Regions from separate parts of the Sus scrofa genome. Here all the other regions are linked to region 1. A link is a contact called in public Hi-C data. All regions are on one chromosome and are shown on one strand. Each heading gives the region's core, a stretch centred on a gene start, on an enhancer-like site or on the middle of the called end of the contact. The rest is flanking DNA. Distances are from core to core; before and after follow the strand shown.

Evidence for each region. Hi-C and Micro-C count contacts between places; a contact is called where the count stands out from the background.
Region 2: a contact with region 1 is called in a Hi-C map of skeletal muscle, with 3 times the contacts expected there. The contact joins the promoter of LOC110255247 here to the promoter of B3GNTL1 in region 1. A contact is called at or near these places in 4 of 47 Hi-C or Micro-C datasets (brain, heart right ventricle, liver and 1 more) and 2 of 2 datasets of contacts at active chromatin or transcription factors (alveolar macrophages and skeletal muscle).
Region 3: a Hi-C map of liver shows a contact between it and region 1, with 3 times the contacts expected there. The contact joins the enhancer-like site here to the promoter of B3GNTL1 in region 1. A contact is called at or near these places in 1 of 5 promoter capture datasets (fetal skeletal muscle), 3 of 47 Hi-C or Micro-C datasets (brain, heart right ventricle and liver) and 2 of 2 datasets of contacts at active chromatin or transcription factors (alveolar macrophages and skeletal muscle).

The regions. Positions count from the first base shown.
Region 1 is chr12:258,199-262,279 of Sscrofa11.1, forward strand. B3GNTL1 (UDP-GlcNAc:betaGal beta-1,3-N-acetylglucosaminyltransferase-like protein 1) reads left to right here and starts at 1,682. Exons shown (of 15, transcript XR_002336895.1): 1 at 1,682-1,814; 2 at 3,581-3,697; 3 at 3,796-3,895.
Region 2 is chr12:130,413-134,493 of Sscrofa11.1, forward strand. It overlaps LOC110255247 (zinc finger protein 501-like), which reads right to left and starts at 1,841. Exons shown (of 6, transcript XR_002336882.1): 1 at 1,521-1,841.
Region 3 is chr12:151,966-156,046 of Sscrofa11.1, forward strand. No RefSeq gene overlaps it. Among named protein-coding and RNA genes, the nearest start is that of METRNL, 87 kb to the right of the region's middle. Within about 2 kb of position 1,651, at least 36 of the 83 cell types and tissues checked have an H3K27ac peak or open chromatin away from gene starts, as enhancers often do. A contact at or near this core is called in alveolar macrophages, fetal skeletal muscle, liver and 1 more, where this site is marked.

The DNA of each region.
Region 1 (4,081 bases), core at 432-2,931:
GTGAGAAGTCCAGCTCTGGCTACCTGAATCAACAGTGAGTCTTCAGGAAAAAACCCAAGAGAGTGGAAGAAAGGACACCTGTGCCCGTCATACAGTCACAGAGCCGGCTGCCCTTCATCAGGGCATTTACCATCAGGCCGCTCTGGCCACATGGGCAGCCTGTCTCTGCCACGGGCAGTCGGACTGCACTGTCCTCCATGGTGCTGGGCGGCTCGGGCCCTCCCAGCAGCATCACTGCGAGGGGCGGTCCAGCTGGAGATCCGTTGAGGTTCACTCATCAGGAAACTTGGACTGGACACTTGCTCAGAGGTCTTGCAGTGTAGGCTGGCTCTAAAGTTTGACCTCACCCTTCACGGGCACACCCAGGGCAGACTCACTCTGACTCTGAGCCTAGTGTGGCCGAGCCCAGACCTCCGCCCATCTTTGCCTCCTGCACCCACATCGTCAGAGGGCTGTCTGCAGTTTTACCATTTGGAGGCCCTAGCTGTGGACACGGAGTCTTCTGAACACAGCCAGAATTCATCGACAGTCTGCATAAACAACATTGAAAAATAAAGAAAAATGTCACTCAGTGAGCCTAGAGCTGTGGGAGACCTGCAAGGCTTCCTCTCCAGGTGCTTGTGACTTGGTCACCTCCTCGACCTACCCATGTCCTCCCTGTGTCTGTGTCCCTCTCAGTGGTGGGGTGTCAGGGCCCACAGCCTGGACCCCCTGTCGAGAACCTCCCTACCAGGAAGAGAAGAATCTCAGCTCTGCTCCCCCACCCCCCGCCCAGGCTGAACCCACACTTCTAAAGTGCTTCTCATCTCTCTGCATGTTTGCAAAAAGCAGACTCTAGCCAGACTTTTCCTGGGGGTTAGGCAGTGAAAAGCAAACTTATGGCAGCAGGAGAGGTGCAGGAAGCAAGACAGGAGAGCCAAGCCCAGTCCTGATGCATGTGCGGTGGAGGTGCCAGGGGCCGCGGGACCCCTTATCTCTTCCTCCTGCCGATTACTGCTGCGGGCCAGCTCCAAAGGCACAGACTATTCTGGAAGCTACAATGTGACTTTTCACAGAGTCCCTTAAAATGAAACTAGTTCTAATACACCAACCCCTGAAGCACATCAGCTCCTTGGAAACAAATTCTCAGATTGCTTTTGTCCCTCTGTAGATAAGGATGCATTTTTACTCATCTGACGTAAGCGTTTCCATTTGTGCAACAGGCTTTGAGGCAGTTTAAGGTAAAATGACATTCGAAGTGATAGAAGTTGGTCTGTGGTAAGTTAAGTTTGTAGAACGATGCGCATTTAACGTTAGACACGGCGGTGCTGGCTGCGAACCTGCGCCCTGATCCACGAGGTGCGGGGCCCCGGAGCCAGTGCTCCCCCGGAGCGGCTCGGGCGCCCGACCGTGGGGCAGGGATCCGCAATCGCTGGTCACACAGAACCTTTCCTTCTTAGAGAAGGACACACGTGGGAAGGTGTGGCCCCCAGGGCGGCGCAGCGCCTGCCCACAAAGCCCACCTCCAGCACAACCCAGTAATTCCCGCAGCTCTCGCTTCACGGACGACCTCGGAGCTGACCTGCTCCACCAGGCGGAGCGGGACTGACCTCCCGCCGCTCTAGGGCGCGCCTCTCCACTGCCCGCGGGATCGACGCGCCTCTGCACCAATCAGAGGCGCTCGGATTTGGCCCCGCCCTCGCGCACGCGCCGTAGGCCGAGGTGGGTGGGGCGGCCCGTGGAGCGCGCGCCATGCAGGCCCGGGGGACCCCGCTGCCGCCGGCGCCGCGGCAGCCGTGGTCGCGTGCGGCCCGGCCCGCGCCCCCGCCCAAGTGGTAGGTCCCTTGCCGCGGGGGGCCGCCTCGTCCCCCGCTCCCGTAACCCCCCCGCCCCTCCCCGACTCCCGGTCCTGTCCGTCCTTCTCCTCCTCTACTCTGTGTCCCCTCCCCTCCTCCCTCCTCTTCGTCCTCCCTCCCCTTCCTCCTCCTTCCCTCCCCTCCTCCCTCCTCTTCCCTTAGTCCCCTCTCCTCCCCTCCCCCTCCTCTCCCTCCTCCTCCCCTCCCTCCTCCCCCTTTCCCCCCTCCTCCCTCCTCTCCCTTTCCCCCTCCTCCCTCCTCTCCCTTCTTCCCTCCTCTCCCTCCCCTCCCTTCCCCCTCCCCTCCCCCCTCCCCTCCTCCCTCCTCTCCCTCCTCTCACCTTAGTTCCCCTCCCCTCCTCTCCCTCCTCCCCCTTTCCCCCTCCTCCCTTCCCCCTCCCCTTCCCCCCTCCCCTCCCCCTCCTTCCCCCTCCTCCCTCCTCTCCCTTCTTCCCTCCCTCCCTCCCCCTCCTCCCCCTCCTCCCCCTCCTCCCCCTCCTCCCCCTCCGTCTTCACTTCCCACACCACCACCACCACCACCACCTCTTGTCTCGGGCTGACTGTGAAGGCCCACAACAACGTTTAAGCACCAGCAAGAGTGCACACAGATTAATCAAGGCTCATCTTTGGCAGAAATTCAGTTTTTGTTGTGGATCTTGAGAGCAGTAACAACATCCTTTCCTTTTTTTCTTTTCTTTCACAAAGTAATTCCAAAGCAAAGTAAATCTGTAAGTAAATTAGGGAACTGCTTTTGTGGATAACATAAATGCAGGAAGGGTATGACTGCTGAGTCAGCTCTTCGGAGTAAAGAATTTGAACAGTGTTTGCAGTACTTACGTTTGTGAGCTTTTTGATAAGCACGTTCAGATTTAGCATTTTAAAAGTCCTCTCTGTCGTCTGTACAGGCCGACTTCACACACAGGTGCATGTTCATACATGCACAGTACACACATACCCACCTGGGTGGCCTGACTTTCTTATTTCGGAAGGTGTCCGGTGGTCCGGGGTGTAAACTCAAGGCTGAGGACTGACTGTAACTTCTATCTTTGGGTATTCTGTATGGCTTAATGTGCTGATATTCAGAATTAAGATGGATCCTATAATGAGTTGTTTTGCTGGTAGTCAGGTTTCACTGGTTTTACTCCATGTGCTTCAGAAGTGTTGTTTTCTGTGGTCCGTATGAGTAAAGGATGGTGTTAAGCCAAGGAGAGCAAAGGAAGAGAGAGCTGGGGTGGTCACCTCCGTGTCCCCCCCCCTTTGTAGGGGCACACCTAGCGGGTACTTAAAAGGGTTTCTTTGTTGCAGTTTCTCCAGCATCAGGGTTTACTGAAGGTGCTTAAGATGGCTCAGTTATTTTCAGGAATGGGTTGGAAGATAGGCGGATGCTTGTTTTAACCAAGATGATGCTTCTGACCGCTAGACTGGAAGACACTTCACCTTGCTGTTGAATTGGACGCATTTTTGATGCCTTTCAGATTTTTGTTTCCTTTTCAAAGGCATCTAAAGACCAATTCAGGGAAATCTTAAGACAATAAATCTTATGGAGAGAAGGCATAGACTCCTTTTGTTTGTCAGGCATGGTCCATCCCAGGAAGCCTTATCCTGGGTCACTCTGTAAGTCAGGCCTCGCCCTGTGGGAATGAGCTCACGCCTCGGTGGTGGTGGTGGGGGGCGGGGGAAGCCTGGAGCCGTGGGAAGGGAGTTGAGCTTTTGCGCTCTTCTCAGTCTGTTTGTTTTGAACCCTAGTCTGTTATCCTCCCGGTCCACAACGCTGAGCCCTGGCTGGACGAGTGCTTGGGGTCCGTTTTGCAGCAGGACTTTGAAGGCCGCCTGGAGCTCTCCATTTTTAATGATGCCAGCAAGGTATTTCTGAGCCTCCTGTTCGTGATTCCACCCTGGCGTGAGTCACCCCTGACTGCTCGGGGAAGTTTCCTGACCTGCCCCCGTCCTTGTGCTTTCAGGACAAGTCCATGGCTGTCATTGAAAAATGGAAAGAGAAGCTGGAAGCTTCCGGCATCCTCGTGGTCGTTGGCGGGCACGACTCTCCTTCTCCCCGGGGAGGTCAGTGACGCGCTTGTCCTTTCAGTTTGTGTGCTTAGTTTCTTGTTGCCCAGATCCTGGTGGGAAGTGTGGGCATCACGCTGCAGCTGAGCGCTGACCGTTACCTGCCTTTCTTCTGCCTTGGTAAGGATGGCAGTACAGCCTCTGCTCAGGCTTCGCTTTCTCAGCCCAGCAGAAAGCTGTTGG
Region 2 (4,081 bases), core at 591-3,090, 130 kb before region 1:
GCATAGGCTGGTGGCTACAGCTCCGATTCGACCCCTAGCCTGGGAATCTCCATATGCCGCAGGAGCGGCCCAAGAAATAGCAAAAAAAAAAAAAAAAAAAAAAACTGTCATCACAAATATTTTGCAAATTTCAAAGTATTAGGACTATCAATAATATAATCAACATAATCTGAGTCGCCCAGATGTCTTTGTGTTGAAGGACAAAGACTTACAGCCCTCCAAACAATAGAAGAGACGAGTTGCAACGCTAGAGGGAAAGGACACTTACAGAGACGCAGAAAGAGGTGTCATCACACTGGCTGGAAACGGAAGGGCAGTGTGAAGGGCGATCCAAGATCACAGTAAACTTTTGGGTAGAATCATTAACTAGAGCAAGAGCATTGTGATAAGTGAGTAGGGCCCTGTGGGGCTCCAGGGCACAGAAAGCCTTTCTGTGTCCCCCATTTCTTGTTTTTAGGAAATGGACTTCATTCAGCCTCCATGGCCTTCCCTGAGTTCTAAGGGACAGGTTCAGACAGCTGCTGATCAGGGAAGGGAGCAGATCCAAAGACAAGGGAGGAACAGTCAAGCCTTGAGGCAGAAGGGTGTACACACGATCCTTAAGGGATACACATAATGACACAGGCACCATATACAGTTAAGAGAAAAGTTATATTCCTTACGCTTCCTTTAGAAATGAATGCTTGAAAACTAAAGAGCTTGGAGCCCTTCCTTGTGTTTCTCCCTCATTTGATTGTAACCCAAATACAATCATCTGTGAGCTAAAGATTAGGCATCCTGAGCATGACTGCCTATGGATTAAAGATTATTAGCACGTGATGTCTTTCAGGAATTATCCTAGTTTGTTCTAATCTCTGATCAATATGCCCTTTTCGCAAGTACTGTTATTCTAGGCAATGACCAGAAGACCACCACCAAGATCAGGCCAACATCTCCTGACACCAGCTTGGATGACTAAGATTCCCCAAAAGAAAGAAGAATGCATGTCTGCCCCAACCCTGATTCTTATCTGAAACTCTGTTTTTACTTTAGACTATAAAACGCCCCACAATTCTTCCCCAGAGGAGGGCACAGTCTTTAAAGCATTAGCCTGCTGTGGCCTCCCTTACCTGGTAAAGCAATAAAAGCTATTTTTTCCCCTTCACTCAAAACTCTGTCTCCGTGTTTCTCTCGGCGCGGGTTGACATTTTCACCAATCATAAACATGGGAGATACCCTGGTACAAAGGCAGGCAAGGAACCGTTCCTCTTTCCTTTTCTACCAAATTGAACCCTCTGAGAATCGCAAATAAGTGGTCACTTAAATTGTGGAAGCCAATACCTTGTTTCCTTAATTAAATAAAGATGTGCGTGCTCAAAAAACTTTCAGCAAGTCTTAAGAAAGTAGATCTTGAAAAGTGTAATTATAGCGTAGGGATGAATGCAAGTCCTTCACAAATCCTCCAAAAAAAAAAAAAAAAAAAAACAGCTCTTTCAGGACAAATTTGGGGTCTCCAACCAAACATCTTGGCAAAGACTCACCGTCCACGGGTCGCAGGCTGCAGTCCTGAGATTAAAATTAGGCAGAGCTGCGGCCCAGCACCGAAACTGGCTCTGTCCAAACGTCCCTTTAAGCAATGCCCTCCTTGAAATTCCTTTCTTCTTCCACCCCTGCTCTTCTTGTGCGCCCTGGGCGCTGGCCTCCGCGGGCTCAGGGAGCCCCAGAGCCCAGCGCCCGCTTCTCCCGGCCGGAGAGGGGGCAGGATGGCTGGTGCCCAGGCTGCGCTGGCCCGGGGCGCCGGCTGCAACCAGCCTGAGGCAGAAGTTGCCCCGGACGAACTGCGACTCCCAGAATGCCTCGGGACGCGCCGCTTCCGCTTTCCGTCTCTAGGATTTCCCTTTTCCCAGAAGTCCCCGGAACCTCGCCCTCTGGTAGCCAATCAGGACCGCGCACCGAATCTCCATGGTAGCCGCCCACGCCTGCTCCCTCCCACTGTGCTGGTGGTGGACGCTGCAGCTTGTGTCAGGTTAGGATAGCTTCGGAGCTAGCGGTACCGCTTCTGGACACTGGCGCGCGCGGTGCAGCCGCCTCCCGGCACAGGCCAGGAGCAGAAAGAACGGTATAAAAATGTTACAGACGGTAGAGGACGCTGTGGTCCTTTGGATGCTTGTTTCTAACAAATTGTAAAAAGATATGTATGACACAGTCGGGAACAATGGAACGAAGAGATGGGTATTAGACATTAAGAAATTATTATGAGTGGCATTTCTCAACAAACACTTCAGAAGCCAGCCAGAGGTTGGCTATGTTCGTTTTTAGTCTGCCAAGAGGTCAGGCAGCCTGGATTGAGAAGGGAAGATGGGGAGCGGGGCAGACCCACGAGGGACTGCAGCCCCTGAGAACAATCCAGTCCTTGTCTTGGGGTCACTGCAGCGGTGACAGTGGGGAGACCTATCTTGTTTATTTTCTTATTTTCTCTCTCTGGCCAGGCATGCAAAGGGCATGATAGAACCCTACTGTAACTGCAAATATTTCTGAAGCCTTGTTCATTATGCAAAACTTGGAAAATACAGAAAAGTACATATAGAAAAAAACCACGGAGTTTCTGCTGCGGCACAGTGGGTTGAGAATCCCACTGCAGCATTTTGGGTCGCTGTGGAGGTGCGGGTTCCATCCACAGCCCTGGGCAGTGGGTTAAAGAATCCTGCGTTGCCGCAACTGCAGCTCCACTTCAATCCCTGGCCAGGAAACGTCCATATGCTGCCGTCGAGGCCATAAAAAAAAAAGAAAAGAAAAGACAGACTAGAAGGAACTACACTAAACTATTAACAGTGGCTATTTTTGTCTTCAGGGATTATAGGCTTTAAAAAATTTTTTATCCTATGTTTCTCCATATTTCCCAAAATTCCCACCATGAATTAGAATTACCACTTTATCACACAAAGGTTTTAAATACATGTTTTGCAATTTATAGGCAGGTTACATGATAAGAATTATATCAACTCACAAAAGGTAAGCATAGGGCATAGAAGCAGACAGCACCTCAGAGCGGATCACACATCAAATATAGCAAAACTGGCATAAGGTGCAGCATGGGGAGAACGTGCCATCAGTGACACTATCAAGATGAAAAAAATGGAAGAGTGCAGTGCAGAGTCAAGGCTATGGCACTTCACCGGTAAGAAAAAGAGCCTCGGACAGTACCCTGAAACGCGGTAGTGCTCAAGAAATATTTGTTGAATAAAAAGGACAAAAGGTAATTCCAAATACTTTCTTAATGATTAATATTTAATGGTCCCTTACTATATATAATATGGGTAAAATATTCACCAATTTGTATGTTTGTACTATATATATAATACAAACACAAGGATTGTATACATATAATACAAACACGAATCAGTGAGTATTTAACCTATATATTTATTTATATATATATATTATATTTTTTTTTTCCAAAATTGAAGGCAATTCATGAAAAGCAATAAAAAATATAATAGGATGGGACGGGTTAGCTTATCTTTTTTCTTTTTTTTTTTTTTTTAGGGCCGCACATGCGGAATATGGAAGTTTCCAGGCTAGGGGTCGAGTCAGAGCAGCAGCTACCAGCCTAGGCCACAGCTCACGGCAACACTGGATACTTAACCCTCTGAGTGAGGCCAGGGATTGAACCTGCATCCTCATGGGTACTAGTTGGGTTCATCACTGCTTAGCCACAATAGGAACTCCCTACCATATCATTTTTAATCCTTGTCAAATAAAGAAAACAAAAAGTGATATAAAAGAGCTTATAAGAACAGGAATTTATTTCTCATAGTCCTGGAGGCTGGGAATTCCAAGGCAGAGGTACCTCAATTTCAGTGCCCTCAGGCTTCTAGGTCTATAACCGAGCAGGGCCCTGGGGGCTCCTGAGCACAAAAGCTTTTCTGTGTACCCCATTTCTTGCTTTTAGGAAATGGACTTCATTCAGCCTCCATGGCCTTCCCTGAGTTCTAAGGGGCAGGTTCAGACAGTTGCTGATCAGGGAAGGGAGGGGAGGCAGAGACCCGGGAGGAGCCATCAAGAAACAACAGTGCAGCCTTGGGGTAGGATCCTGGTTCCC
Region 3 (4,081 bases), core at 401-2,900, 110 kb before region 1:
ACACGAAGTGAAGTAAGTCAGAAAAAGAAAGACAAACACCGTATGATATCACTTATATCTGGAATCTAATGTAAGACACAAAAGAACCTTTCCACAGAAGAGAAACTCACGGACTTGGAGAACAGACTTGTGGTTGCCGGGGGGAGGGGGAGGGAGTGGGATGGATGGGAACTTGGGGTTAATAGGTGCAGATTGTTGCCTTGGGAACGGATGAGCAATGAGACCCTGCTGTGCGGCACTGAGAACTCTGTCTAGTCACTTATGATGGAGCCTGATGGAGGATAATGTGCGACAAAGAATATGTGTGTGTGTGGCTGGGTCTCTCTGCTGTACTGTAGAAAAGTGACAGGGCACTGTAAACCAGCTATCATGCAAAAAAGAAAGCTAGCCATCCCAACATCTACCATAGGGTAAAGTTCAGGGCCAGACCAGAGTCTGAGCTGAGAGGCTTCTAGACATCAGTGGATGATGCTTAAATGCTTCCATCCTGTGAAGCTCCATCTCCACGCACTGTTTAATCACAGGCTTGAAAAGACAAGGTGTTCTGTTAAACTCACACACACATTCCACTGCCGGGTCAGTGAGGGCAGGGGCGGCCCTTGGCTGGGACTGGGCACCAGAGGAGGGCCGGCCACGAACAGGTGCCAGCACCTGCCCTGCCCGGCACTACCCAGCAAGAGAGACTGGAGGAGACAGCAGCCCCAGCAATGGCTCTAGCTGCCTGGGCTTGGAGTCTTTACGAGAAATTGCTGCCCTGTATCCAGCGGCCAAGCACAGATGCCCTCCCTGAGCACAGGCCGTTGGAGATGTTTGGATTCAGAAACTCTTGAGGGTGAGAGCCAGCATCCGCAGCCTAGCTGGGGAGACAGTCAACAAGCCTGGGTGCTGGGGACGGATATCAGAAACCAAGTGAGGGGTAGCTGATCTGCTCAGGAGCGCTGCCCCAACTTTGGGGCAGCACAGGGTCGGGTGGTGGCCATGGAGCAGGAGGACCTTGGGAGCAGTGCCCCCCACAAGAGAGCACGGCTGCACCTCCTCACCCTGGGGGCTCTCAGATGGTGGCATTCACCCCACACCGTGCTTGGGACAGAGAAGGCATCAGAGGCCACGGGAAAACCCGAGCCCCCCTGCAGCCCCCTGCAGCCCCCTGTAGTCCCAGCCATCTGGCTCCACCTCTCTGCCTCTGTGGCCAGTAGCCAGTGGGTGCCTGCTGGGTCCTGGCAAGATGAGAGGCTAGAAGTCCAGAAAGAACAGGACCCCACCACTGCCTCCCTTGGCTAAACATGCACGTGTGTGTGTGTGCACGTGCTTGTACACACAGGTGCACCAGGCAGATGTGTGCACGTGTATATGTGTGTGCCCACACATACATGCACCAGGCAGAGGTCAGTGCGTGTGTGTGCACCATGAAAGCCCACACGATGAGAGGAGCCTGTGGTGGGTGAGCAGTGACGTGCTGGCATGTGGGTCATTGGCTGGTAAATTCTGAACAAACCCCCGGCAACTAGCTGCGCACACAGAAGCACAGCCCACAGTCCCTGCAGGTGGGCTCTGCCTGGGCCAGGTGTCCGGTGCCACCCAGAGCCCGTGCGCCCTGCCGCCCTCCCCTGTTCCTGGGAGGAGCCTGACTCACGTGTTTCCTGTGACAGCCACGGCATCATCACATCCGCTCTGAAGAACTATTTTTAGCTGATTTATGCATTTCTTTATGAGGAACACAGCAACTTCTGCTTTAGTCCATTTTACAGGAAAGTGTTGCAACCGAGCTCAGCTCAGCAACATCAATGGCCACAGAGCAGCAAGGGAAGCTCGTCTCACCTCCAAAGTCTCACAAAACGTACAAAGTTGGAAAAGGAGGCGAGCTCGGATGAAAAGGAGGAAGCCCAGCAGCCCTCTCTGGGATCCGACAAGCCCGTCTGGAGCAGGGCCTGCTATTTCCTCACATCCTGTGGCGGGTTCTTGGGGCCTCTGCTCTTGCTGCCAGCGCTCAGGCTGACCGTGCCTGGCCAGTGTCTGGTCAGGGAACCCCGGCCCTCGGCCCCCTCGGGGCCCATCCTTGAGGCGGGGGTCTCAGGAGGAGCCACTGGGTGGCCGGCGCAGCCCTCCTCTGACAGGCAAGGAGCAGCTCGGGGGAGAGGTCCCTGCAGGGTCAGTGAGGCTGTTTGGCCTCCTGGCCGTGCTCCGACCTGCAGGGGACCCAGGCCGACCTGGCGATGCTCGGAGCAGCGGTGGCCGGGGGGAGAATCCTTCCACAGTCCTCAGGGCTGACCCTCAGCCAGGCCCTCTACTTCCCCCCCCCACATCCGTTTCCAGCTTTCAGGGCCTCTCCGGGCTTTGTCAAAGCCCCGCTGGATATGATTCTCCTCAGAGGCCACCAGCAGCCTGTGGCTGCCATCCTGAGGTCTGCCCTAAGTCACCAGTGCGAGGCGCCCCGCCAAGCGCACTGCTGGTCTCGCTTCGCCGAGCCACCAGGAGGCTGCAGGTTTTCTTCCCTCGTCTTGGCCCTACCCCTCTTCCAGAAGAAGCAGGAGAGCTGGGGGCCCCAGGCTGGGGAAAGGCTCGGCAGCTGTAGAGGCACGCACAGGTGCTCACTTCATCCACGAAAGAACCTTCTGGAAAAGAGCAAAGGGGGCTCAGCCAGGCCCGGCCGTGAGGGCAGGACATGGGTCCCGCCCAGGAAGCCCTTCTCCAATCTGGGCGCCAAGCCCCCTAGGCCATAATTGCTGCCCTGCAGGGCTTGTGACATCTAAGATTTCATGGAAAAGCAGTTCCACTCTGTCTCATGCATACCCGAAAATAAACTCGGATAGATTAAAGACAAAAAGCATAATTATAAAAGCACTGGAACGAAACCCAAGAGCATATTCTCGGGAGACAGCCAGAGGCAACATCCAAAGCCCTGAAGGAAGGGTGAGCCGCAGGTTTGCTACGACAACCTCGAGGACGTCTCAGCGGTGGGAAGGGTGCCCCTGGTAAGGCGAACGATTGAGCAGAAGGCTAGCAGCTGGCATCCGCGGGGTGAACGCAGGGGCCGACGTTCGGCGAGTACAGAGAATCCCCGCAAATCAGAAAGGAAACCAACCGCCCCACAGAAGAGCGGCGATGGCTGCGGACAAGATGCAAAACCACCGTCGCGGGTGCAGCAGGGCCTCCCTTCTCCGCGCGGAGCGCGGAATTGGCAGATGCTTGATGACCAGCACCAGGGTCGGCTACGCGGGGGCGGGGGCGCAGGTCACACACCCACGCGCACAGGAGCAGAACAGCCTGTGTCAGGTGCTTTGCCGCCTGCCCTGTGACCCGCCCGCAACAGCATTGGTGCTGGGGTGTCTGAGGCACGTCTGGAAACAGCCCAGGGCTTTGCCTTCCAAGAGGCCAATTGCATGAAAACACAGAACCTGAGTGGTGGCCGTGGCTCCAGCTCAGGGCCCGGCTGTGTCTGAGGGGCTGGGACATGTGGTAGGGCCTGGCTCCTGGGCTGGGGCGGGGGGTGGGTACGTGTCCCACCCCCAGGACAGGCCTCCCTGCCTCGTGTCCAAGGTCCCCACCCCACCCGGCCCCCCAGGGATGGCTCCTCCCTCCAGCCTTCCTGTGGCCACCTGACTGCTGTGTGTCCTCTGCCCCAGTGTCCTGTAAGCCACTGGCCCTCACCTCCAGGGCCAGTCCCTGCTGGGTTCTCACAAGAACTTGAAGAGGAAAGGGAGGCCCAGAGAGAGTAAGAGACTCAGCGCGGTCGCCCAGCGAGGAGGCGACTGAACAAACCCAGGCCCACATGGTCATGGGGCCACTGGGCCCCTCACCCCACCACACACGGAACCAGGAGCTGCTGCCCCGCCAGAGCCCCTGGACGGCGGGGGGGGGGGGGGCAGCAGCCACGCCCCCCCCCCCCCGCCCCGCGCTGCACACACTGCATTGGAATGAACTGCGGTGACCCTGCCCCACAGAGATCCGGCTCCAGTTTCCCCGCTGGCAGTCAGTTATTCCATCCAGATGCCTGTGAAGTGTGCTGGACGCGCTGGGCTCCTGCCTCATGAATCAGGGAGTGGGGCCTCGGGAGGGATGCACCCCCCCTTCCTGGGAACGA